4 separate regions of the Mus musculus genome follow, and regions 1, 2 and 3 are each linked to region 4. Evidence: chromatin contacts called from public HiChIP or PLAC-seq data. All regions are on one chromosome and are shown on one strand. Each heading gives the region's core, a stretch centred on a gene start, on an enhancer-like site or on the middle of the called end of the contact. The rest is flanking DNA. Distances are from core to core; before and after follow the strand shown. Region 1 has its middle 7.5 kb from the start of Gm4832. Region 2 overlaps Fbxo11 (F-box protein 11). Region 3 overlaps Gm31615 (a long non-coding RNA gene). Region 4 overlaps Ppp1r21 (protein phosphatase 1, regulatory subunit 21).

Region 1 (2,700 bases), core at 153-2,652, 430 kb before region 4:
CCACGCCTTTAATCCCAGCACTTGGGAGGCAGAGGCAGGCGGATTTCTGAGTTCGAGGCCAGCCTGGTCTACAGAGTGAGTTCCAGGACAGCCAGGGCTACACAGAGAAACCCTGCCTCAAAAAGAAAAAAATAAATAAAAAAATAAAAAAACAAAAGTCAAGAAACAAAAACAGAACGTTGTCACAAGAAAATGTTTCCATTTTCTACAATAAGTTCCTATTACATTCAGAGTCAGACATTACTGAAATGCTCACAACAGTCCACTGCGGGAACTGGCAGCAGCAATATTCATTAAAGCACATGATTGAAGACCAAGCACAACCGGACAAAATCAACCTTAAGGCCAGAAATACCGCAACATAAAAGAAATATGCATATCCTGGGAAAATGCACCGACACTTTGAATTATTGGTGCAGTGGGTTCCCTCGGTGAGGCCAGCGGTTGAGGAATTCTTTGTGTCAGCCTCACACAGCACTGATCAGTCAGGACCCTCACTTTGTGCTCTGGGAAAGTAGCCACACCAGCAACTCTAACGGTGGTGCTAGCGTTGCTGGGGAATTTTGAACTCCTCTTTTGAGGGCTTAGTCTTGCTAATAAAAACATTTAGAGATGGACTCAAAAGGAAGCCTGAATACAATTTATTAGCATCTGAGAGAAAAATAACAGAGCTGGCAAGTTGTACCTCCAGCAGCTGCTAAGGGAAGGGCATCGGAGATGGAACCGAGGAAGCCACGCCTTCTCACTTAGGGTCCCGCAAAACAGCAAGGCTTACCAATGGAACTCAGCACGCAGCTTCAAGGACAGGGTGCCCACGAGGCATAAGGGAGGGACTGCTTCAGAGAGTTAGTGTGAAAGCCTCAGGGATCCGGGAAATTGTACATAAGTGTTGGTCAGTAACTGAAAGAAAGAAAGAAAGAAAGAAAGAAAGAAAGAAAGAAAGAAAGAAAGAAAGAAAAAGACAGAAAAGAAATAAAATAAGTTTCTTTCCTTGGTAACTTCTGAGTGACCCAGAAAAGTGGGCAGGCCACAGAGCCACGTGATGGGAGTTCTGTATGGGAGTGAGGCTTTGGGGGCCGGAGGAGTAAGGCTATTATCTCAGTAAGAAGACAATTATTCCTCCCATCTCTTTAGTATGTCTCCAGCTTCCTTAGGGGACCGTAGCCTGAATCAGTTTTCCTTAGGGGAACAACTTCCGGCTAGGTGAGTGATAAATCCAACTGGATTAACTCTTGGGAGGAAACAACAATATGCGATGCTCTAATCTTTGAAGCAACCGGGATGTCTTATCCCAACCTAGAACTAGAGGTATCCCACTCTTCTGACCACAAGGCTAAGGAGGGGTAGATGTGATATTTCTACCAGAGAAACAGGAAATGAAATTGAGGTCCAGCCTGGATAGCCTCTGGGGTTATTAGTCACTGTAGCAATAGGGAACCCATATCTTCTTGATTACATACATACACACATACGCATATAACACATACAAGCATACATGTATAGTGTGTAATATATATGCATATATATAGTCCAGAAGATATATATTTGTGTGCGTGTGCATGTGTGTGTGTGTGAGTCACTATGACATAATAAGCATCTTTCCACCCAAGAAACTGGTGTGCCTCCTTGCGTCAGCCCCCGTGTGCAAACTGGGGTACCATAGCAGCAGGTACATGAAGCCAAATACAAATATTATGTGGGAAGACGGCTCAGAACAGAAGGGGTTAAAAATATTGTCAAATGTATTTCTTTAAAAGTTAGCTATATATTGGGGCTGGAGATGTGTAAGAAGCCCCTTTTGCTCTTTCAGATGATCTGGGTTCGACTCCCGGCGCCCACATAGCATCTCACGAACATCTATATCTCTAGGTCCAGGACGCATGACATTCATTTTGTCCTCCCCAGACATGGGGCATGCCCACAGTATACATGTGGGCTAAATATCCATGTACATAAAATAAAAGTAAGTATTCTAAAACCCCCACAGAATAATTCATTATTAGCTTATTTACTAATGTGTGTGTGTGTGTGTGTGTGTGTGTGTGTGTGTATGCATCACACACATGTATGTAGGTCAGAAAACACCTTTGGTATTCTTGCATTCTACAGTGGCTTGTGGAGATGAAATGCATGTTGCTGAGTGTGTGTGGCAACTGCTTAACCATGGAGCCATTCTGCATCTGATAAGTTTGACAGGCACAGGACAGTGGCTTTCAGGATCCCCAGTTACTCAGCCTTTTTTCATAGATTGGGGAAATTGTGGTAAAGAGCCTGGCGTCATCAAAATAAAAAGGAGAAGAGGAAAAAAAAAAAAGATTTTCTGTCTTACTTACTTATGGTAAAGTCTGCGAAGATCTCGCCATGGCATTATTCCACAAGGTAAAATTTGCAAACCCGGTGTGGTGCTTCCTGTCAGTAATTCTGGCACTCTGGAGGTCCAGGGAGAGGATCAGATCAAGTTCAAAATCATTCTTGGTTATATAGGGAATTTGAGGCTAGCCTGGGCTACTTGAGATCCTGTGTCAGATGGAACAAAAAACAAGTAAACAAAAGCAGCATGGGCTAGAACATTCCAGAAATTCTGCGAACTACAAGGAACCGTCACTTAGCACTATTTAAGAAAGTCAAGTCAGCAATTTAAATGACTTTTCCTGCATATTTGATTCAGTTTCTTAAGACAGTCTGTTTGGCCTGGACCTT
Region 2 (2,700 bases), core at 167-2,666, 510 kb before region 4:
TGGGATTGCGGGAGCACGGCTCCAGGCGGAGCTTCTGATCATCTCTTACCACTGCAACATCTTTTCTCTATACTGTTCTGTCTCACAGCCAGTGCTGTCCTGGAATTCACTTAACAGTCCAGACTGGCCTCAAACTTACAACCTTCCTTCTTTATAACCTAATAGAGAAAACAGATGCACTGAGGTTATAGGCAAGGCCCATCATCCATCTCTTCTTCCTTCTATTAACTCTTTCTCTCTCCTCTGAGACACGGTCTCTTAGACCTCAAGCTGGTCTGAACTTAAACTCACTGTGAAACTAAGAATGGTGCTGAACTCAAAATCCTCCTGGCTTCCACCTCCCAGATCCTAGAATTACAGGTAAGTGTCACCAAGCCTGGCTTCTCAGTTCTTCCCTATTCTCACATCTGTCTTCCTTCTAGTTTCACGTGAACTTCTAGATTTTTTTTTTTGCCTTTTTGAGTTCTTTTCTGAATTTTCACAATTCATATTCCATCTCCTGTTAGTTTACCATATTTTTCCTGAGTTCCTATACTCCTAATTTTGGATCATCTTTTACAGAAACTTTTACAGATTTTTCCAACTCCCGGTACAGCTGTGTATACCTCTAAGCCTAGCTCTTGTTAGACAGAGATAGAGGACCACTGCAAGTTTGAGGATATTCTGGTTTATATTAAGTGAGTTCTAAGACATCTAAGGTACACAGTGAGAGAGACTGTCTCAAAACTCAAATAGGGTGGGGGGAGGGGGTAGTGGAGGAGAAACCACACATGGTAGGCAGCTTACACATCTAATTGAGGGGTCAAGGCATGAGGACCACCACAAATTCTAGGCTAGCCTGGGCTGTAAAGCGAGACCTTCAATCTCATGCATATCACGCCCCCCCCCCCCCCTTTCTAATGCGTCCTTTTGTGCTTTGGTTTAAGTTTTTGCTACCATGACTGCTTTTTAAAAAACAAACACACACAAAACAGAATACACTGGTTCCAAGTGATTGGGCAGGGCAGGTGTCAGAGGGCTGAGACCTCCCAATGCCAGAGACCAGCTGTTTCTGAGCACGTGACTGTATGCTGCTGCACTGCTCTACTTTCTCTTCCTTCTTAGATCAGACTAGATATTCTGCCATGGACTCTCACTACAGATGACTTCACCATGAGCCCCTCCCCACTCCCTCCCTCCAGGAAGCACACACTGTCTGCGCGTCTCAGATGCTTCTGATAGCTGTAACTAATCATAGTCTTTCATTTCAGTGAAAATGAAGGTTAATGGTTTCCCCCCCCCCTTATTCTTCTTTCTTTTTTATAGTTTCTAGAGGAAAAAAAAAAAAAAAAGACCCAGGCAAAGGCAGCTGCTATTTGTACCAAAAGACGGCTAACTGCCTGTGAGTGTTCCGTTTGTCAATGCTGGTTTTGGAGAGACAGAGACTCTCAATACTGAAATTCACAGCACCGTTCTTTTGGTTTTTCTCTATGACACAACTTTAAAACACATGAGAAGTAATGGTGACTCACAGTCTAGTAGTGATTAAGTAGACGTCAATATACACGTGAAGTATTATGCATCCATTAAGAACCATTTTCAAAGAAATGTACGTTTGTATATTTCTAGTGGATAAATAACAATATAAAAGTACACATTACAATATAATGTCTAATACACACAATTTTTACATAGTTCTATGTTTTAGATATTTACTTTCACCAAATGAAAAGAAATATAGTCTTCTTAAGTTTTTTAAATTGCTATTTTTAACTTTTAAACATCCTGAATTAAAAAAAAAGTAAGACTGTAACTTATTACTTATTATTTTCTCTTTCAGAAAAAGACAGGTAACTGCAGCACAATTGGTGATTGACCTTATGTAACAAAAAATGCTGTGCTTCTTAGAAACATTGTAAAACCTTTTATATGAGAGACAATCATTACCAGTATAGTATAATATAGTTAATTAAAACTTCATCCAGGCTGTTTAATCAAAAAGAAATGGTTTCTAATCTACTAACATTTCCTAAACTTCTGTTCTGTTGTATGTAAACTATATAAAGTATCTGTTTAATGAGGTCTATTACTAAGGGCATTAAGACTAAAGGGCATTTAGTGTTTTCCTAGGACAGTGACCAATAAATAATGATTATTATTATGCTCTAAATTGTATTTGTCACTATTATTAGAAATAGTCAACATTGTTTCCCATGTGTCAAGTTAAATAACTGGAACATAATAAATGCTTCCAAAATATCTTGTCATGCTTAAAATAAATTACAGTTTCTATTGTGTATTACAAGTCCATGGATTGATATCATACACTTTTAAATAAGACAAATATGCTCCAGTTAAATATTTAGCTAATTTAACGGTCAAACAGCATTACTGCTTGGAAACCTTTGTCTGGAATGCTGGGGATAGGAGTATGGCTCCTCCCATCTCAATTCTTTTGAGACAATGGTCTCAATATAGCTGGCATCAAATTCACTAGAGGTAGAGGCTGGCCTTTAGGATGGTTCTCAATGCCAGCTTCTCCTGCCTTCACGTACCACGGTCTGGGATTACAAGCCTGCCCCACTACAATCACCAGGTACTTCTGACATCTGTCTGCCTGGATTACCTACTCAACATTGCTAAACCAAACCCCACAATTCAAGATGTCCAGAAGTCTGAAAATTATGAGTACCAACATATGCTATATCAATAAGCTGGAGT
Region 3 (2,700 bases), core at 194-2,693, 300 kb before region 4:
GCCAGCCTGGTCTACAGAATGAGTTCCAGGACAGCCTGGGCTACACAGAGAAACCCTGTCCCGAAAATCCAAACAAAGAAAGAAAGAAAAAGAAAGAAAGAAAGAAAGAAAGAAAGAAAGAAAGAAAGAAAGAGAGCTATTTGTTCTCTAGATCAAAATATATCCATCTTACTAATGTTACTACTTTTTAAAAACAGAGATTCATTATATACATTTTAGCAGAATACAATAAATACTTATTATACTAAGTAACAATAATCACAATAATTCGACTTGTAAAATAAAATACAATTAAGGTGGCCCAGGTGCCCAGTAATGAGTTTGAAGTAATGACTCATAAGTGCGAAGACTTCCCTGACTGGGTTTCTAACGTGATTACAAGTGGGTCATAAAAGTGAGTGTGAGAAACTAGCTTCCCAAACCAGGATCACCATTTACTGGAATCCATGAGTTCAGAGTAAGGCAGTAATCTTCTGGGGAGAAATGACTACTGTTGACTCATTAATCCAATAACTCTGTACTAATTACAGTGCCTCAGTTTCCCTATTTTATGAAGTTGTCACCTGCCTGCCGCTCAGTTGTGTTTGGAAAGTCCAGGGAGATAATAGTGTGTTTTGAAAATAAGGAATACATTATAAATGCTAAATAATAATAACAATAATAACAGGGAGTCTCTAATGACAGGGGTCCTTTAATAATACTCATCGAGTGTAATAGCATCACTAACCAGTAGGAACAAGACAGAGTGCGTTTGTCTTCTTAATCATCAGTTTGTCTCATGGGAAATTGGTAGAGAGAGGACTGGCGCCTCACACCGAGCCCCCACAGGCTTGCCAACCCGGTGACTCCTGCCCTCCAACTAGCACCTGCTTCGTTTCTCTTTAAGAAGGCGAGCGGTGTAACAGAAAGAAGGGGACAGAGGTATCCCAGCTCACATCCTAAGCCCAGAGAACAGGATTATAAAGTTTCAGTCCATAGCTGGTTGTAGAAAGAAAAGAAAAATAGGCTTGAGACCAAAGAGAGCAAAGGGCTTAGGGGGACGAAGGACCAAGGTAGCCACGAGGTGGCGACAATCCAGCTGGAAAGACCCGCTCGGGTGGCATAGATGGTTCGCAACCGAGGAAGGAACTTCCATAGACACAAAGAAGGGGTCTTCGGAACGGGGAAAAGGCATTTTGTCTGCTTCGCCGGCAGCGTATCGGGAGTTAGACATGACGAAGGCGACCTGGAGAAGGAGCGAGCAGCTCTCTTGTCATTCCTTGGGCTTCCACTTCCCAGGACCGCAGCCCTTGGTGTAGGGAGAATTTTGTGCAAAATCACCCGAAAAAGGTTTGACCCCCTCCTGCCGCCCGGAGGCCAGCCAGATGCTTCCCCGCAGCGACATTCCCAGGATTCCAGCCCGGGAGAGGACGATTTTGAGCCCAGCCACAGGCCTTGGGCCAGTATCTGGCTGCAACTGCGGGTCGGACTTAGCTCGGCAAGGCAAACCGGCCAGCTCACCCGGGGGCCGGGTCCTTGGAGCCCCTTGGGATCCGACCTTGGGGGAGGCTGCACCCTGGCTCTGGAAAGTGCAGCGGCCGTAGGGCGTGCCCGTAGCTCGGCTGCACCGGGTGCCTGGGAAAATGTCCGGAGCTGAGCGAGGCCCAGGGGGTAGGGGTGGGGGGTGGGGGTGCTCTGCTAGTTTTCTTTTGTTTCAGTGTGAATGTGAACACAACCACACCCTCGTTTGTGCTGGGCAGGAGGTAGCTGGCTTTGAAACTCCACTATTAGGAAATTTGAAATAGGGTTGTTAGGAAACTCCCTCGCAATTCTTAGGGCCGTCCTGGGCTGCCGAGCTTGGGCTCTAGCTGTCTGCCTGGTGCCATGCCTAGCCTACTGAGGTGCTACAATCTTTGGCCTGCCTAGAAGCCATGGGCGAATCCATGGCCCTCCCGCTTGGACCATGGTCAGCGATCAGGAAATCCGGGCAAGCTACTCACGGGCCCACCCCTCTGGGGTGTGGGGCGGGAGCCCTTGAGGAACACATGCCCCCGCAGGACTGCCTTATTTAAGCCCCACAGCATCATCACCTGCATTTTGCAGATGAGGGAAGCAAGCCTTTGGTACTGAGTAATTTGCCCGAGAATCTCAACTCTTAGAGGGGCTGGGATTTTACACTGGACCTGCATTTTTCTCCGAAGCCCTAGGCTATCTATGCTGCCTCCTACAGCCCCGCCAAGAGCCAACTGGGAGAAATATAAATAGAGCCAGGAATGAGCTTAAATTTTGGCAGGACAACCGAGGTTATTTTGGACTCTTCTTGCCTTTGAATGCAGACTGGAAAACAGCTAGTGTAAGCTCCACCTTCATCAACAAATGTTTTCCGTTTGTGTTTTATACCAGGAAACTAAGCACTGAGGTATCCCAGCGAACAGGACAGATCATATTAGTGTGTGATTGCACGAGTGTTTGGTGAGCTAATTATTAAGCTGTTAACTGAAAAACTGCCAATCTGGGCACTAGAGGGAGACTCCAGGCAGCAGGAGGAAGGGCAGTGTTCTTGCTGTAGGCAATCCCAGTAGGTTTCCCCTAGCAGGGTGGTTGGTTCCAATCAGATCTCTCCAGTGTTCCCAGCCAGTCTGTGTGCGGGTCAGCTGTGTCATAACCAGAGCAGGGCAGCATCCACTTCTCTGCAGCCTGAGCTCAGGTACCAGAGTTCTC
Region 4 (2,762 bases), core at 243-2,742:
GCAGCCCAGGCTCTCTTTAGCTCTCTCTTTTTTTTTTTTTTCTGTCTCTGAGTTGATAAGACTGGAGCAGGTCACTGTGGGGTGGGGCCGCAGCATCTGACAAAGTAGTGTCTGCTTGGCCTCTGCAGAAGGTCTGGGAAGTCTTACTCTCAGGCCTCCTGGACTGGACTGGGTATTTGTGTTTCTGACTCTCCTGGGACAGGGACTGCCTAATATTCCTCAGCAGGAAACCCGACAAAGCAATGCCAACTTCTTTATGGTATATTTTGAATAAAATTGAAGTTATAGGATCTAATTGAGAGGTTTCTAAACCTCAGAGCATTGCAAAGCAATGTACTAAAGACATTCATAGTCTTAATGTTTTTTTATTTCTTTTTCTTCTTGGTATTTATCTGTGCTCAATGAAACAGAAATCATCAGCCTTTGAACTCAAAAAATAAATTGGTATAATACTTAAAAACTGTGCAGGGATAGCTGAATGCACAGGGGTAGCAGAGAGTAAATCTATGACTCAGGCTGTGCAAGAGACTGGAGCCGTGGCAGATCCCAGAAGTCCCTGCGGCTTTGCATGGGGCTGGTGCCGCCATCACCTTTGAACAGCTCTCAGCAGAGTGTCCCAGATGTTGGCTCAGCTGTCTGAAAGCTCGTTGCCAGCTCTTGGGGTAACAAGCAATTGACGATTCACTGATTGGTAATAATGTGGTTTTGTGGGTTCTTTTTTCTTCCAGTCAATTACAGTTAAAGAATCTTCATGAAGATTTGTCAGGTAGATTAGAGGAATCCTTATCAATCATCAATGAAAAAGTCCCTTTTAATGATACAAGTAGGTATTACATAAACGTAAGTTTCTGTTATTTGTATCTTTGAGTCTATCTGTGGTAGCCAATAAATTAAGATAATTTCTAATCTTCTCAGCTAAACAAACAAATAAACAAACACCCAGATTGACCCAGTGGAGGGCTCTGCCTGGCTCTCCTGATCAGCTGTGGCTCTTTCTTAAATTATCTCTGGAGTGCTCCAAAGCCAGTGTTCTTGGGAGATGGCCAGTGCGTGCTTTTAACTGCATTTCCCATATCCCAAGGTGAAACCTACCTGCATATGAAGTGGTTGGACATTTGCATGAGAGAAATTGTTCAGTGGGTTTGGGGGGTATGTACGAATGCCCACAGTGAGATGTGTCTTTTTGGCCTGTTAGCTTCTGCCTCTGGGGAGTCCCCAGTGACAGGAAGCTGTTGCAAAGCCTAGCTTCTGTTTCCTCCCATTCCTGGGGATGACCTCGTAGCTTCCACATCCTGAAGTGACAAACGAGAACTTAAACAGTGCTCTGGAAGAGCACTCATGTGCCGTTATTTAGATATTTAGCCTTTAGGTAAGAATGAAGTGAAACTCTTGAAAGCAAAGAAAATATTTGTTTGGGAAGCCAGTGGGAAGGCTCAGCGGCAGAGGTGCTTGCTGCCAAGTCTGACACCCGAGTTCAGTCCCCAGAACCCACATGGCAGGATGAGAGCACTGACTCAGCAAAGCTGTCCTTTGACTCCATCTCCGTGGCAGTCAGGGCTTGCTCTCACCTGCTCCAGTAAATAAATGAGTTTTTAAAAATTAGAAAAATAAAAACATTTAAAAGAAACTTTAAATGTGAAGCCTCTAGTCAAGTTAATACTTGCTTCCTTTTTCTATAGCTATGTTTGAAATTCAATTTTCAGTTCCCTTAAATTTTTCTTAGAAAAGCCCAGAGGGAACAAAAAAGAGGAAAGGGAAGATAAAACAGTGCTTTGAAGGCACTGACATCAGTGTTCAGGGGCTGGAGAGAGGGCTGGACACAAGAGCACCAAGTACTCTTTCAGAGGCCCTGGGCTCTGTGACCACCATGCTCACAGTAGCTCACAACTGTATAATGCCAGTTCCGGGGATCTGATGCTGTGAGCATGCACGTGCTACACAGATGTGTATTGTAATTGTTTTTGTGACTAATTGTTTATGGAGGCTAGACACACAAGCACATAATTAAATCAGCATAGGCCATTTCTGTATCAGCAGCCTAAATTTCCCCTTGACAACAGTGCTGTTACCAGCTTCTACATTAAGGTGAGCGATGGCAGTGCACCTCGGCTGTGCTGGGAAGCCCTGTAGGTCATTTCCTCAATACTCTCTGTGTCAGTTAATGAGAGGGTATTGCAACTTTTGGATCATATGCACGTATCCTTCCGTTTCCAATAATTACTTGTCGTCCAGTTTTAGACTATTGTCACACCATCTGTGGGTTGGTTGTCTTTAGATGCTTAGATTCGACTCTGCTGTACAGAACCATTTGGAGTCTCGAGGGAAGGGAAGGCGCCCTCAGTCTTGTGGGTGATTGGAGCAACCTTCTCAGAGGAAGTATCCAGACTTGCATGCAAGAGCCAGTTTTTGTTTTGTTTGTTTGTTTGTTTGTTTTTGAGGAGGCAGGAAAGAACCAAGGGAAGAGAAGCAGGGAATTTCAGAGAGTGTAATATATGGGATGCAAACTACCGTGATGTCTGAGGAACGGTAGTTAACTGTGGCAGTAGGCTCCGGTCAGGGGATGTGAGGGACAATGGCCAGTCAGTTCTAGGGTAAGGACTTAGGACTTATTTACTTATTTACACGGCTTTGAGGTGCAAGGAGAGTTGTTTGAGCCCCTGTCCTGGGATTTCTGCACCTACACGGTTAGTCTGGAGCATAGAGTGGGAGGGGGGAGGGCTTCTGTCAGCCGACATGGAAATGTGGGCCTGAGTGAGCAGGGA

What was found. HiChIP or PLAC-seq counts read pairs in DNA pulled down with a chosen protein or histone mark.
Region 1: a contact with region 4 is called in an H3K4me3 HiChIP or PLAC-seq map of bone marrow-derived macrophages, with 4 times the contacts expected there. The contact joins two enhancer-like sites. A contact is called at or near these places in 4 of 115 datasets of contacts at active chromatin or transcription factors (the 230-238 cell line, astrocytes, bone marrow-derived dendritic cells and 1 more) and 1 of 9 other capture datasets (embryonic stem cells).
Region 2: a contact with region 4 is called in an H3K27ac HiChIP or PLAC-seq map of double positive thymocytes, with 6 read pairs. The contact joins two enhancer-like sites. A contact is called at or near these places in 2 of 484 Hi-C or Micro-C datasets (bone marrow-derived macrophages and nephron progenitors), 6 of 115 datasets of contacts at active chromatin or transcription factors (T-cell acute lymphoblastic leukemia, bone marrow-derived macrophages, double positive thymocytes and 3 more) and 1 of 9 other capture datasets (liver).
Region 3: a contact with region 4 is called in an H3K4me3 HiChIP or PLAC-seq map of bone marrow-derived macrophages, with 9 times the contacts expected there. The contact joins two enhancer-like sites. A contact is called at or near these places in 4 of 15 datasets of contacts at CTCF or cohesin (the NIH/3T3 cell line, embryonic stem cells, large pre-B cells and 1 more), 10 of 484 Hi-C or Micro-C datasets (the G1E-ER4 cell line, Sertoli cells, bone marrow-derived macrophages and 7 more), 27 of 115 datasets of contacts at active chromatin or transcription factors (the NIH/3T3 cell line, astrocytes, bone marrow-derived macrophages and 18 more) and 2 of 9 other capture datasets (embryonic stem cells and liver).

What each region holds. Positions count from the first base shown.
Region 1 is chr17:88,116,694-88,119,393 of GRCm38.p6, forward strand. No RefSeq gene overlaps it. Among named protein-coding and RNA genes, the nearest start is that of Gm4832, 7.5 kb to the right of the region's middle. Within about 2 kb of position 1,403, at least 44 of the 459 cell types and tissues checked have an H3K27ac peak or open chromatin away from gene starts, as enhancers often do. A contact at or near this core is called in bone marrow-derived dendritic cells and bone marrow-derived macrophages, where this site is marked.
Region 2 is chr17:88,041,530-88,044,229 of GRCm38.p6, forward strand. The region is part of intron 1 of Fbxo11 (F-box protein 11); the gene reads right to left. Among named protein-coding and RNA genes, the nearest start is that of Fbxo11, 23 kb to the right of the region's middle. Within about 2 kb of position 1,417, at least 148 of the 459 cell types and tissues checked have an H3K27ac peak or open chromatin away from gene starts, as enhancers often do. A contact at or near this core is called in T-cell acute lymphoblastic leukemia, bone marrow-derived macrophages, double positive thymocytes and 1 more, where this site is marked.
Region 3 is chr17:88,254,823-88,257,522 of GRCm38.p6, forward strand. All of the region lies in intron 3 of Gm31615 (a long non-coding RNA gene), which reads right to left. Among named protein-coding and RNA genes, the nearest start is that of 1700116H05Rik, 51 kb to the right of the region's middle. Within about 2 kb of position 1,444, at least 289 of the 459 cell types and tissues checked have an H3K27ac peak or open chromatin away from gene starts, as enhancers often do. A contact at or near this core is called in bone marrow-derived macrophages, cerebral cortex, craniofacial prominence and 4 more, where this site is marked.
Region 4 is chr17:88,549,934-88,552,695 of GRCm38.p6, forward strand. Ppp1r21 (protein phosphatase 1, regulatory subunit 21) reads left to right here. Exons shown (of 22, transcript NM_028658.4): 7 at 729-823. Among named protein-coding and RNA genes, the nearest start is that of Ppp1r21, 21 kb to the left of the region's middle. Within about 2 kb of position 1,493, at least 109 of the 459 cell types and tissues checked have an H3K27ac peak or open chromatin away from gene starts, as enhancers often do. A contact at or near this core is called in T-cell acute lymphoblastic leukemia, bone marrow-derived dendritic cells, bone marrow-derived macrophages and 8 more, where this site is marked.